Linked DNA regions of Anser cygnoides: region 1 is linked to region 2. Evidence: chromatin contacts called from public Hi-C data. All regions are on one chromosome and are shown on one strand. Each heading gives the region's core, a stretch centred on a gene start, on an enhancer-like site or on the middle of the called end of the contact. The rest is flanking DNA. Distances are from core to core; before and after follow the strand shown. Region 1 holds the start of TRIB2 (tribbles pseudokinase 2). Region 2 has its middle 130 kb from the start of TRIB2.

The links. A called contact is a pair of places that touch in the nucleus more often than the background predicts.
Region 1: a Hi-C map of liver shows a contact between it and region 2, with 2.0 times the contacts expected there. The contact joins the promoter of TRIB2 here to the enhancer-like site in region 2. A contact is called at or near these places in 2 of 7 Hi-C or Micro-C datasets (both in liver).

Annotation. Positions count from the first base shown.
Region 1 is chr3:108,364,190-108,371,247 of Taihu_goose_T2T_genome, reverse strand. It overlaps TRIB2 (tribbles pseudokinase 2), which reads right to left and starts at 4,748. Exons shown (of 4, transcript XM_048071297.2): 1 at 4,615-4,748; 2 at 3,371-3,781. The coding sequence starts at 3,640. It overlaps LOC136790527 (a long non-coding RNA gene), which reads left to right and starts at 4,689. Exons shown (of 3, transcript XR_010830628.1): 1 at 4,689-4,826.
Region 2 is chr3:108,229,574-108,236,698 of Taihu_goose_T2T_genome, reverse strand. No RefSeq gene overlaps it. Among named protein-coding and RNA genes, the nearest start is that of TRIB2, 130 kb to the left of the region's middle. Within about 2 kb of position 4,033, at least 1 of the 3 cell types and tissues checked has open chromatin away from gene starts, as enhancers often do. A contact at or near this core is called in liver, where this site is marked.

The DNA.
Region 1 (7,058 bases), core at 3,499-5,998, 130 kb before region 2:
GAAGGACAACGGGGGAAATAGCCCTGCCTGTTGGAGCGCAGACAAACACCCTTCAAAAGGCAAAGACAAAACCACCCCAAAGTCTCTGCCTTTCAGTCAAGTGCTCCATTAAAAGCGAAGTGTCCCTTTAATAGTATGTTATCACTGATCTTATGAATGAGCTGTAGGAATTAAAAAGGCTGCTGGGAAACCCAAATATAAAAAGTTACTATAATCTAGTGATGACGAATGAATCAGTATTTGAGTCAATTGAGAAATGCCCATACTACACAAAGAAGAAAGACTTCATTAACAAGAACAGAAGTCAGTGTGCTGAAGGAGAATATAAGCCAAGTATTGATGGGAGTGATGGTTATTTTCAGTTATACCTGCTCCAGATGTAACACAAAGCAATTAGCATTTCCACCAGCATAAAAATTCTATCAATATATAACTCACTCTCTGGTGTTTTGTTACTTTGGTAAAAAGAATTTAAGGTGGTCAAGTCTCGTTCTAATTGAACAAAAAAAAAAAAAAAGAACTGGTAAAGGTATCAAACCTACTGGTTTAAAGTGCAATTGTTTTTCTTTTTTATATTCCAGTAGTGGGTATTTGTGTCCTCTCCAAGAAGCAAACCTCCTTGCTTTCTTTGAAACTTTATAAAGCATTGAAAGCTGAGCATCAGAGATGCAGTTCAATTCAAATTTACCTGAGGCTTCAAAACCTAAGCCTTTTAACACTTCAGAGCGCAATCATTAACTCCTTCCCCTGAAAAGGACCCCAAACCCACAAAACTGGGACACCCCCTCCTCACACACCTCCTTCCCCCCACCCCATACCTGTGCTGCTGTACTCCAGCACAGGCAAAAACAACCTTAAAGGCAGGCTGCCAAACAGATCCAACGCATTTTACAGGACGGTAGATTAACACTGAGCCATTCTGGTGACATGGTGAGCCAGGGAAGCAGAACTGGGGTGGGGAGGGGGTGTTGCTAAAATCCGTGGTGTGTCATTCAGTCCAGAGGAGAATTCATTGACATTTGGATCTCAAAACTACTACATTGCAAGTGAATGGCTCTACTACAAAGCAGCTGCTGTAAAATAAAATTTAAGCAGGAACATTCATGTAGCTCAAACCCTCACGTGAAAAAAAAAAAAAAAAAAGCCTTTCCAGAATTCTCTTCTAACCAGATTATCCTGACATAAATTAGTTATATTTTGTGGTTCTGGGGCTGTTAGGTAAGTAGGTCTGGATATATATCAGCACTATGTTTGCAAGTGAGGAGAGAGGAAGTACTATCACACTGCTACAGCCTAGAATACCTTTTATAAAGAGCTTCTTTGTATCCCAGCATGTAAGATCCCTGGCCTCAATTCAGCAAATGTCCAATAAGCTGCAGTTTGATTTAGTTCTTGCTGGAAATTGGAAGTGAGAAGTTACCATTGTTTGGATGCCACAGAGCCTCGAAGCAAATAACGGCATCTGTACAGTCAGTGGGCGCAGCCAAATGAATCTTGAGAATCATCAGTATGTGTCTGCTATCCAAACCAATGTTTGTGCAAGCAATCTCTAAGAGCATCTTCAATAAGATACCAGATAGCAGGTCTCTTAGCCGGAAGGCTACTTGACAAATACTAGTCATGATACTGCAGGCATTTTAAAGAATGCATTAAATTGAGTTCAGGGCTGACAAATGCGTATTCACGAGCTGGCAATTCAAGCTAAGATCATATTTTGGAGCCCAGCTAGAGGTAGTGCCTTGCACATATGGAAAAACTGACACTATTCAAATGTCAGGATCGGCTTAAAAACATACGGCTTAAAGGGAGGAGAAAAAAAAAAAATCAAGTCCACCCTTTGTGAGCTGCAGTCATGCTGCTCATACTGTTATCAAAACACTACCTTAATCCTGCAAAGCAAACAGGAAACAAAGACGAGCAGAGCCTCCACTTTACTACTTGTTATGCAAGTTCACCTATAATTTCACACAGAGCAGCAGCTTTGTGGGATCTGTTTATTTCATGAAAAGATGCCAATGTCCTAGAGTGCAGTACTGTACTGCTGCACCGAGCAGGGCTTTCATTCTAGAAATTCTCATGTTCTGTTTCAGTTTAGTAACAAAGCATTCACTTCAGCATGCAATATTAGTCCTTTGCAAAGTCACGGGCCCTTTTTTTCCCCTGAATAATCACACGAAGTCCTAGGTTGCCTTAACATCAGGTTTTATAACTCAATCAATGAGCACATTTAAATTGCCCTCTGAACTCCAGCCTTCACAAATAGCAAACAGGAGCAATTATTTTCACTTCCCTGCTACAAGCTAGTCCATAACTTCTTATGAATCGAGTACAGAAGTATGAAACCGTCAGCAATACTACCATTAATCCCTGGAATGTGAAAAAGCTACAACACATCTACTTTTCAGTTTTGCAGTTAGTTCGACACGAGACGCTTGCTCAAGATAGCTACATGGCACAATTCCATATTTCAGGAACAATGCAAACACTGCAGCGGGTGTTGCAAGGTTGCAATGTGCTACGTAGTTATAAAAACTACTACTGGGTACTGCCTCGGTTTGCCTGGCATAAGTCTGACTCGCTACAGACAATGAGAATCGCAATTTAGGAACAAAGGAAAATATTCCCTCAGCCCGAAAGGAGAACATCCCTCGACAGGCATGCACGCATGGGGGTTTCTTTCTCCCACTGCTCACCTTTGAATAGTAGGAGCAAACTGGGAGGAGGCTCAGCAAAGCAGACAGGCTACAAAGAGTGGGATAGCTATTTTGTCTGCTCTTCTGAAAACCGTAGGTGTGCAGGTTTTGTTCTTGCTGAGTTGTGCAATGGGGGAGGATGCTGTTTGCAAACAACCTCCACGGTGAGGGAGCTCAGGCTGCTTAATTCGATGTGGATTTTTTAAATCACTTTTAAGACAAAGCTGATTGCAACCTCCCCCCCCTTCCGCATCCTCCCCCATACCCCAACTCGCAGAACAAGGGAGAGGGGCAAAAAAATCGAGGAAGCCGGCAGGTCCCAACACCTTAAAATTAGCTGGGGATTCCCTACTCCATTTTGAAAAGTGAGAGTGGGGAAGACGAGGTTTTCTCCTGCCCTGAAACTCCCTTTAAGACCTACTTAAAGGATGGCTCTTTCCAGAACAATATCCCCGGGGTAAGAGGCAGAACTGGCTCCCGGCCACCGCTATAACGTGGCCATTGTCTGGAGAGAGGGAAAAGTTACAGGATGCGCCTTTAATCCTGCCTCCCCTCCGTCTGTTCTTTTTTAAAGCTGGTCAATAACCGAACCCCCCGACCTCCTTTAAAGCCCCAGGAAACGAACCCGCGGCAGCAGGCTAAGCCCGGCAGAGGAGGAGGAGGAGGAGAGGGATTACCTTGCAAACCAGCTCCTCGCCGCTGTGCAGATGGACGGCTCGGAAAACGTGGTCTCCCTCGAGAGGCTCCAACAATAAGTATTTCCCGATGCAAGAAACGCAATGCGACAAGTTCGGGGTCTCCGGCGGGCTCGGCGAGCCTAGATTCGGGCTAAAACTCTGGCTTGGCTCGATGGACCGTATGGACGAGAGCTCCTCAAAATCCTGGGTTTTATTCCGCGGTCTCCCATATCGTGCTATCGTGATAGGGGTTGACCTTTGTATGTTCATGAGTATGGAGAAAACCAGCCGAGACGCTGCACCGGAGCCCTGGCGTGGAGCGCGGTCCCTCGCCCGTCCAGCTGCGGCTGCCTTTGTGTGCCGGCGAGGGGGGCGGGAGCGGCGGCGGGCGCCCAGCCTCAGCGCCGCGTCCTGGGCACAGGGAGAGAGCGCTCAGCCCGCGGCCCTTTGTTCCCCGCCGGCGGCCGGGCGCGGAGCGGTGCGGGGCCGGGCTCGGGGCTGGGGGGCGGCCGCCTTTCGGCCGCCTCTCCCGCTTAGCAGGGGGGATAAAGGGTTAGGTAAAAGCGCTGCGCGCAAGTAAGGGGGGGGGGGGGGGGGGGGGGGCGCCTTTTTTTTTTTTTTTTTTTTTTTCCCCCCCTTTTCTCCTACTGCGAGGCTGAGCAGCGCTGCCGCCGCCGGGCTGTAGATGGCGTGGGAACGCCGCCGCTGGGAAAATGCCCCGCGAAAATAGCGAGGGAGCGAGCGCTGAACTTGGAGCGGGCCGGCCGACAAAAGAGCGCACGGAGCGGCGGGAGGCTCCGCGGGGCCGCCCCCCCCCCTGCGGGCCCAGCCGCGCAAGATGCGCGGGTGCTGCGCGCCCGGCGGCGAAAGGGATCCGGCTGCCGGCGGCGCGGCTGCTGCGGGAGAGGGGGGGAAAAAGTGCGACCCCCGGAGAGGGGAGGCGAATCCCAAGCGCACGGAGGGATTTGGGGCTGGGGGCTGAATGGAGAAAAGAAACACAAAGAAAATAAAAAAAAATAAATAAATAAAGCAGCGCTGCGAGAAGGGGGCCGGCTTCTCACTGCGGGGGACAAAGGTGCACAGAAGGACGCTTAAAAAAATTAAAAAAAAAAATCAGCAGATTGTATTTATTTTTTTTTTTCTCTCAAGGGGGAGAGGCGAAGGGATGGCCGCGTCGCTCCCCTTTCAGCAGGGCATCGTCGCCCCCCCGGCTTCCATCTCCCGGCGTATTAATAGCTACTTACGTGGCGGGGACGCTGGCTGCCTCCGTGCCTCGCTGCCGGCCGCCGCCGCACGCCCGCACGGTGCCCAGCGCGCAGGCTGACTGTACTGCCCCGGCACCGCCGCCCGCCCCGGCCCGGCCCGGCCCGGCCCGGCCCCGCCGCCCACCGCGCTCCGCTCCGCCCCGGCCCGCCCCGGCCCGCCCCGGCCGCCCGCCGCTCTCAGGGTAAACAAGGTGAGGCGTCCTTCCGCGGCACGGCCGTGCCGGGCTGAGCCGTGCCGAGCCGGGGGGGGGCTGCTCGCACCAGTATGCACCAGTAAGGCACCAGCGCGGAGCTGGGAGCCGCTGCCCGCTTTTGCCAGGGATGCGGCGGGTCCTGCCTCTCCCGGGGTTGCCCTTGCGGTTGGAGGGGGAGATATTAGCTAATTAATTTTAATTAATAATAATTTCCCCCGAATAATTAAATACACCTAAAGGAGGAGTCCGGCCCCGCCGCCCGGCCATTGCATGTGCCGGCGCCGGAGCCCCAGGCGGCCGTGGGTTTTGTTTCCCTTTCTTTTTTCTCTCTCTCTTTTTTTTTTTTTCCTTTCTGTCAATGAAGAAATAGCTTTTTTTTTTTCCGGGCAACGTGGGTCTCCGCGTACTTACGGGAGCCGCAGCAGCCGCTTCCCGGTGCAGTCTGCTGGGAGGAGCTCTCCCGACTCCGGGTTTGCCTAAATCCATCCCAAAATTAAAGCGGTACCGGGAGGGGGGCAGAGGGAAAAGGTAAACCCCTTCACCCTGCCATGAAGAAAGCCATGAATGAGAACTCTCTGTCCCCGCCCAGCACCACTGCGGTCTGCTTTTTTTTTTTTTTTTTTTTAAACAAACATCCCTCCCTCCCCCATTTTATTGTTTCAGCTATGGGAGTTTGGATATACATGAAAATTTGATAAGCAGCTCCCTGAACTCCCAACGAGCCTGGCACTCACTCCCTTGGGTTTGGCCCCTCTTGTCCCCCATCATCACACGGAAGAGCCAGAAATGGGAGAAGAGTTATTTTGGTGTGAGGACCTGTGGATTTGGAGGATGCCTTGTGAATCAAAGGAGCCTGCTAATAATGAAAGGACCTTAAAGAGAAGGCTGTCCCAGAGATAAGTGCTTTGGGGCAGAGAGAAAATGCCTCTGAACAAGGCTCCAGAGAGGCTGTAGGGATTCCTCCGTAGGGGGCTCGTCTTGGCAGGGGAGGTGTCAGAAATGGCAGTGGTGAGGAGTAGTTCTTCCCAAAGAGCATTGTGCCCTCTTCATCACTCCTTCTCCATGTGAGGGGCTTTACGTGGCCTGATACACAGTTATAAGAAAAATACCACTAGAAAGGATTGTCATGATGTTAAGCTTGGCACGGGACAAGTGAGCCTCTGGCAACATGCCGGGATTTGGTCCTGGTGAACGTCCCTTAAGCAGTAGGGAAGGACATGGAACCAGTGATCTGCAACAACCTCTAGGATGACCTGCAAACCCAGTCTTTGCTGTCTGCCTTAAAATGCAAAGGTGTTTCCCCCCATTCCTCAGTCATTCCCATCACCTCTGAATACCCTGTAACTCTTAATACCATTTTTAGAAATGGGATGAGCAGTGCCGGATACTGAATCACTGCGAATAAGGACAAGCCATAAAGTTATGCAATACATTCTCCAGTCTCACATCCTGTGATCCAAATCAAACATTCTTTTCTTAGTAGATGGCTTTTTACACAATTTCTCCCTTCCTCTCCCCCCTCGTACTCCTCCTGACGATGACAAAACACGAGAGAACTAGGCTCTTGCACCAACCTCTGTTCTCCAGACCAGAGTTTTCTGTTTAACTTGCTCGGTTACCCAGCATCAGCTGGAGCCGCAGTCCCTGGCAACTCTGGAGAGGCTCCCCAGAGCCTCCAAGCCCAGCAGGAGAAAGGAATGAAAGGAGGCAGGGGTGAAAAAAACTAATTCACTCTAAGTCTCCAGTTGGAAACTCCCGATTTTTAATGGGATCTGAAATGATTCATGATAGAATGGGATACGCTTGCCATAAATATAATCATTCAGTTTGGGAAGGGAGAAGATATAAATTTCAGTTTCTGGATTTAATTCTACCCTAAGAGACATGGAGGGTACATATGGCGTGACTGGGAGTGACACGTGTCTATCCAGGGGGGGAATTTGGCTCTTCCATTATAATTTAATAATTGTACCTTTGTTTCTACAGCATCTTTCCCCAAAACTAGCACTTCATAAACATTGCTTCTACTCTCAGATATGTCGATGAAAACATTACCATTTCAGTCTGATGTTAAAGAGACAAGCTCTGAATGAACAAATCTTCACATGCCTCATTGAGACATTAGGTGTACATAGTCCTGTGTCTGTTTTTTGTTGATGTAAGTCTACATCAGCTAAAATTTTAGAGCAAGGTCAGGATATAACACAGAAGATGTGAAAAGGAATCAAG
Region 2 (7,125 bases), core at 2,784-5,283:
GTCTGCTTCTTTGGTAAATGAAGATCCAACACATTTCCCTTACTTGCGCAGTTACAGTTGCTGAGTTTTTGCTGCCTTATGGGCAATCTGTGAAATGAGTGCTGCTCACAGCCTGCAGTGACTTGCACAACAAACAGCCACTAAATATTTTGCTGCCTTAGGCAACCATGGTTTGACTGGTATATGTGAGCTGGCCCTGGCTGCTTTTTCCTCCATGGGCTGTTCTAGGCTACTCAGGCTCCTTGTTCGCTGCTCTGTGTGCTGCCCAAGTTGTCTTTTATCAGAGGGTCCAGGATGAAGCAGGTGTGAGGATGAGGAACAAATTAAGAAACCAATAGTTCTTAGAATTTCACTAACCCTCCAACCTCCTGCTAGGTCATGTCATCTTTGAACACACAATTTTATTTTTCCTTCCCAAAGATTTTTCTCTAACAACCTTCTTGCGCACACTGCATTTCCCCATCCCTGGAAGTGTTCAAGGTCAGGTTGGATGGGGCTTTGAGCAACCTGATTTAGTGGGAGGTGTCCCTGCCCATGACAGGAGGGTGGGATGATCTTTAAGGTCCCTTCCAACCCAATCCATTCTATGGTTCTATGATTCTATTCCCATCAACAACTACCTGTACAAAATTAGCTGCTTCAACAGGTCTGTGCTGCAGTTGCAGGCAGCCTATTTTGGGAGCATCACTATCAGTGACTGTGCCTCTGTAACATGACATGTTTTGTGCCCTGGAAATTACACAGACTTTTTCAGCTTCCAACAGTGAGTGCTAGGGCTAAATTTGAATGTATTTTCCCAGTGCAAAATTTCTCTAAGATGGTCAACTGTAACTGGGAACTAGCAAGATATGAAGTGACCCACAGCTGGCTATATTATATAATCTTTTGTCTATGTTCCATAAGATTTTAATGCTCAGAAATCTCATGAGCGAAGAGGTGACATTGCATTACATGTTGTATCCACATGATATCAGAGATGGTCTTTGTCTCAGTCTAAGTAGGCAGGACAAAGAATATTAGAAATGTTTGCCAGTGCAAACGTGACTAACAATGCAGGCAGTAACAGCATATTTAACATGGGAAACAGTTAAGTCTTATCTCAGTGCTCTTACAAGTCTTCCTTCTGGTCCAGTTTCATTCTAGTTTTTCATTCAGCTATGTTCAAGCAGGATTTATACCTGCATAATATATGTAGCTGACAGCAACAAAGGTGACCTGCGAGAAGAATTCTTAATATCTTGTTGTAATGGGCTCTATCTGTAAAATAACCCTGAAATTAAATCTGCAAATGACTACCTAAAGCCCCCTTTTGTCTTCCAATTTGACTGATATTTGGCAAAGAAACTTTTATTCACATCTCCTAATTTTTGGACTGCAGATAATGCTGATGAAAGAACCAGATGTTAGGAGATGACTGGACATGTTAAAAATTTCGAACTGCTGCACTGACATCTTGTAAATGTGCCCAGTTTTCCTTGATGAATCCCAGTACCACTGGTCAGACATTGTAAGATGCTACAAGTCAGCCTTCTTCCAATAGTGATGGCAGATACTTGACTCCCTGTGTATAAAAAGTGTTTTCAACCACAGCTACAGTCAAGATCGCAATATACCAAATTGTCTTATGTATCTGCAGAACCAGATTCCAACAGAAGACATTGAGGAACAGCGTATGTGCCTTGAGTGTGTCCCCTGCAACTCCAGGGCTATTAAATAACAGACTGAGACAGGAACTGTGGTTAACTAAAGCAGAACTTGGTACACTGCCATAATGTAATAAAGGTCACTTCCATATAGTAAGAAGGATTGCTTTTGCTCTAACTCAGTATATCTCACCAGGATACCTGGTAAATGGGGTGTGCCGTGTCAAAAAGAACCCTCTTTTCAGACCACTGAATAGCAACAGTGTCAACGCTCTGCGCCAGACATACCACCTCCTGGATTTCTGTAGGGAATGTACTACCCAATGAAATCGGGTTGGAAAAGCTGTATATTTTGAGTCTGCTAACCCATCATCCTGTTCAGCATTTCCTAGTGAGCTGGGTGTTTCAATTAACTGTTACTGCAAGCAAATTGAAGAAAAATACAGCCTAAATCCTCCATCCTCTTCTTAACAGCAAGTTCAGATCATTTGTGATTCATTGTTAAACACACATGTAAGCCTCCCCAGAATAGAAGCCAAAGTAATGAGTTCAGTCTTCACATCACATTCAAAACTCCTTAAGCATGAAGTAAAACATGACCAGTTTAATTTCTCCTTTCTTTTGATTTATGCAAATTAGAGTGAATAATTTCCAAATCTCAATTCTCACCAATAGGTGGCACCAACATTTTCTACTTTCTTCCTAACACATTTCCAGAAGCTAAGATTTAAGGTCTGCACCAGTGCTAAATTATCTATTAAATTACAATGACTTCTGTTCTGTTCTTTTTACCACAGATTGTGGCTGATCACTATGCAGTGGTACACGTTTTGTTCTCTAAGCATTTCACAAACTTTGTGTGGGATGTTTTACTAGATACATTACCAATAATTCAGACTGCTGTTCTCTTACATGTTGTGGGAGTCATTTTAACAATGCTTTATTGGAGTCTGGGTTTGGGGCGCTTTTACTTTTTCTGATGTTTGATAGCTTGCTTTCTTCAGCCTTTCACACAAAAATGTTACTGTATGTATCTTTTTTTTTTTTTTTTAATGATCTTTCCTTCCCCCTTGAGCAGGTAACAAAAAGTTTAAAAGTAGACTTGTAAAAAAAAGTCAAGTAGTATTTTTTCTTTTTTCATGATTATATTATTGCAGCCTTTTCAGCTAGGATTCCACAGAAAGTAATTTAATAGTTCTTCCATGAAAAGTTTCAATCGTGTGAATTTTACAGTTGTTTTGGGGAGTATGGTACTAAAACTCTGTCACAGGAAAAGTCATTGGAAGCAAAAGCAAGCATGGCTGCAGCAAACTCAGTTAATTGGTTCAACAAATATTTGATGACCTTCTTTGGAGTAAGGATCCTTATTCACAACTTACAGATCTACTACAAGTTACCTATAACTTTGCATTGGAGTCCAATGCTTTTGGGTTTGTTTTCAAATAATAATTCATCTGGTGCAGATTACTTCTCAAAGGCCAAAGACTTTAGTTTCCTGCTTAGTTTCACAGACAAGAATGTTTCCGTATTCTCTCCTTTTGAAATTACAGTCATTGCTACAAGAATGTGTTTTTGGGGCTGTAATAGTCTTTCTGTGAATCATAATCACAAGCTTTATATCTGTCAGATTTTCAGGGATGTAAAGTTTGATTCTCAGACTATTTCCTCTCCACCTGAATTCATGGCACTGCTGGCCAGGAAACAAGAATGCTGTTTCATCTCAAATTTAAAGTTTAAAGCCTGCTTATCTACCTGCCTATATACACAAATCATTTCAAAGTGTTTATCCAGTTTGCTGTTCTGGGGAACATTGTGAAAAGAGAACCTATTGCATGGATGATTGCCAAGATTAATGAATGTTTGGGAATCCAAATGCCAATTACATAGAAGTTAGTCTCCTCCTAACATAATTTATACACCTGACTTGTCATCTTTATGTTTTGCTTTTTCATGAATCAAACCAAACCTCTTTATTGATTCTGCACCACTTTGTTGTGTTCTGAATATTCACTTCCCCAAGCTGCGTATTCACTAAGCTGTCAGGTGCTTACAGTTACCTCTCCAGTCAAACACCAGGCTTGCATGTATAGCATTGAACCACATGAGCTGAAGCAACTCCTAATATATAAAAATAAATAAATAAATAAAATTGAACCAGCGGTGTTCTTTACTTCTTTGATAACCTTGTGGTGAAGTTTTATTCATGGCATACTGGTCAACATGTTAGTCTAAAATCCATTAGCAACATCTGAAAATGTCCTTTGACTTAAATGAATGTTAGCTCTTGAATTCCTCTGACATCGTCAGTGCTGTGAATATGCTCTAAAACGGAAGACATTACCTTATCCAAACTTTTCAGGAAACTTGATGCATTTAAAGCAGTCATTATCCCACTCTTTAATGATTTAGCATTTTGCTAGCCTTTAGATAGACAGCCTTAATTAACCTCTCTCTTTTACATGCTGAACACTGGAGTTTTCCATTTCTCTACAACTAAATGATTCCAAAACACACACCTAAGGCTGAAACTTGTTTAATTTGGGATTTTAAGTATCCACCCTGTATTGCAAAAGCAGCCTATATGATGCAATACTGTTTTCAGCAGCAGACTTTGTAAAACAAGTATTGAGTAATCAGAATGTATCTTTATCCTTATGTGCGCTTAGCAACCTTACAGGTCCGGATGACAAAAAGAATTTGCCCTTGGACAGCAATTTAGCAAGACACCAAACAGTCAGGAGGAAAGAAATAAAAAACTTTGCTTATATTTCGTAATGAACAGAGGATTAATGTATTACCTCAAAGTCACATTGTTTTGTATTAGGGCGGTGTTTGAAACCTTTCACTTTTAGACCTCGGTAGGTGCTCTAGGGAGGCCTCAAAACCAGAATAAGAAACTTTCTCTTCTTGCATCCTATGGAGTGGCTGCCAGAACAGCTGTACAGACACATGATACTCTTGACCTTGTCTTTAGCACTAAACAGATACATGTCATCAATGGTTAGATTTAAAATAAAACTAAAGTAAAATGTTACGGTGAAATGAAGCAAATGCTACTTAATATGCTTCAATATGCTTCTCAGACACATCCTAAAAACAACATGATGTATATAGTACATAAACCTGGGAGGATTAGATTAATAATTGCCCAAGCAGTGATGATGTTCAAAGAAATCCACAAGAAAATGGCTTATTAACATCTCTCAAGTCTCAGACTGAGCCCTGGAGTCCAACAGGAAGAGATCATATGTCTGACATACAATGCATATAGAAAACAGATCAGAGCAGCAACTACCTATCATCTATTTGTAGTCATGCTATGGCTGGTGTCGAGGAGACTATGTTTAAGGAGTTTACTTACACGGGAGCAGAAGAGTAAGAAGGCACTTCTTACTCTTACACAGGATTTGTGTGGAAGATGCAATGATTCCTTATGACAGGATGAGAGGCAAGGTCACAAACTGGAGCACAGGAGGTTCTGATTAAATATCAGGAAGCACTTCTTTACTGTGTGGGTCACTGTGCACTGACACAGATTGCCCAGAGAGGTTGTGGAGTTTCCTCCTTGGAGATATTCAAAAGCCATCTGGACATGGTCCTTGGCAACCTTCTGGAGGTGTCCCTGCTTGAGCAGGGTGGTTGGACCAGATGACATCCAGAGATCCCTTCCAACCTTCATCATTCTGTGATTCCTTGTGTCCCTCACTGAATAGCACAACCTGAGTCTTCCTCTGCTTTGGGCAACCAAAACCAGTTAGTCAAAGGAGATGTAACTACACTTCACTGGCTGGTCTGAGGAGACAAAGTTACTGATCTTCTCCCCGTAGACTGCCTTGGCTTAGCTTCTATTCAGACTGCAAGCAACTCCTACCCTCTCACAGCAGACAATGCTGGGAAAGACTCTAAATTGTCTGCCCTCTTGTTTTTAAGGAGCAGATGGAACAATGAAATCTTCTGTGTCAGGCACAGAGCTCAGTATATCCTGGAGAAGACACTACAGAGAAAGGAAGCCCAGGTTTTCCCTGCCCAGTCTCCTGAATACTGAGAAAGGCAAGGAATGGTAAGGGCTGGCAACTCCCATCTCACGCTCATACCCAAGGTCATATCTGTCTTCCAGAATAAGTGTAGCTGTTGGCTGCAAGCTTCCCAACTCACACTTTTCTGTGCTCAGAGAGAACAGAATTTTGTAAAGAGTTAAGCATCCAGAGATGCTGTACTGCACTTGTTAGGAAGAAAGTATTGCCGAGATTAGGTTCATACCCAATTTTGGAAGACAAATACCTCTAAAAGTCTGCTGCCTGTGGCTAAATAGCATGCAGTTCATGCAATCCATCTATCCTGACTGTCACAATCTACAGTCTTGGTGTCTATACTGGAACTAGTGACTTTAGGCTGAATAGAGAGAAATAGATGTTTTTAAAGAGTGATTCATGTGACCTATTTTAGATAACTACACTAGGAAGAGAAAAATGAAGGCCTGGAAGTGCCTGTTTTTGTAGTTGTGGTTGTTGTTGTTGTTGTTGGTTGGTTGGTTGTTTTTTTTTTTTTTTTTCCACTGACTAAAAGGAATCCAGATAACTAGATCAGAAACTATCCAAATAGGTGAAGGCATGTCATGCATCCCGGATCACCCACTGCTAAGTTACAATTGACATTACCTGATTCAGGCAGTGACTGACAATGCAATGTTAACATTTTTATCATATCTAATAACCTATGCAAAGGTGGTACAGCTGGTCGGGAAGGAACAAACAAGCAATTAAAAGAGTACATTTGCTTCCCCTGAATTCAGTATGTATGTGCTTTTGTCTTTATGACTTTGTCAGAGAAGCAGCAGTCTTTGCTAACGTGTCTCACAGCAGACAGAAATGTCTGCATGTGGGAAGACAAAAAAAAATACATCTAAGAAAGCAAGTTTCTGGGGGGAAGGGGAGGAATATTAGCTTTCTTTTTGACATATAATGCTTTTATTAAGCTCTGAAACTATTCTTCCTAAATTGTATCTAAATTTGGCTGCAGATGAACCAGTTCTTCTCAAGTAAATGCCTAGTAAGTTTTCAGCGAATTCAGTAGAGTGATCTCATTTGCTGAAGACATGGATAACAGGTACCTCCTTCTCTCCACTGACGCAAGCCCCCAAGGTGATCTAAGTCAGATGTCAATCAAACAAGGAGCAAGGAAGACAGTGGGTGTTCCTGGGGTCTCCATCCCTTCAGTGATTCTCCATTATCACGTTCTCTTCCAGTGAATGGCAGGGTTAGCTGGCTGCTTGCCTTACCTGCATGGCAGTGGGACTCTTGCATGACAGACTAGTCCCCATCTCCCCTTCTGAGCAAGCGCAGTTGACTAAGTTAACCACTTGAGAATTTGTCAGGCTAAGTAGAGAGTGTTTTCAGGAATATAAAATCCTAAAGCACTAGAAATCAGTAAATTGGACCCCTGTTTGAGTCTTCAGGCTGTTTTCCATGGCACAAATCACTGC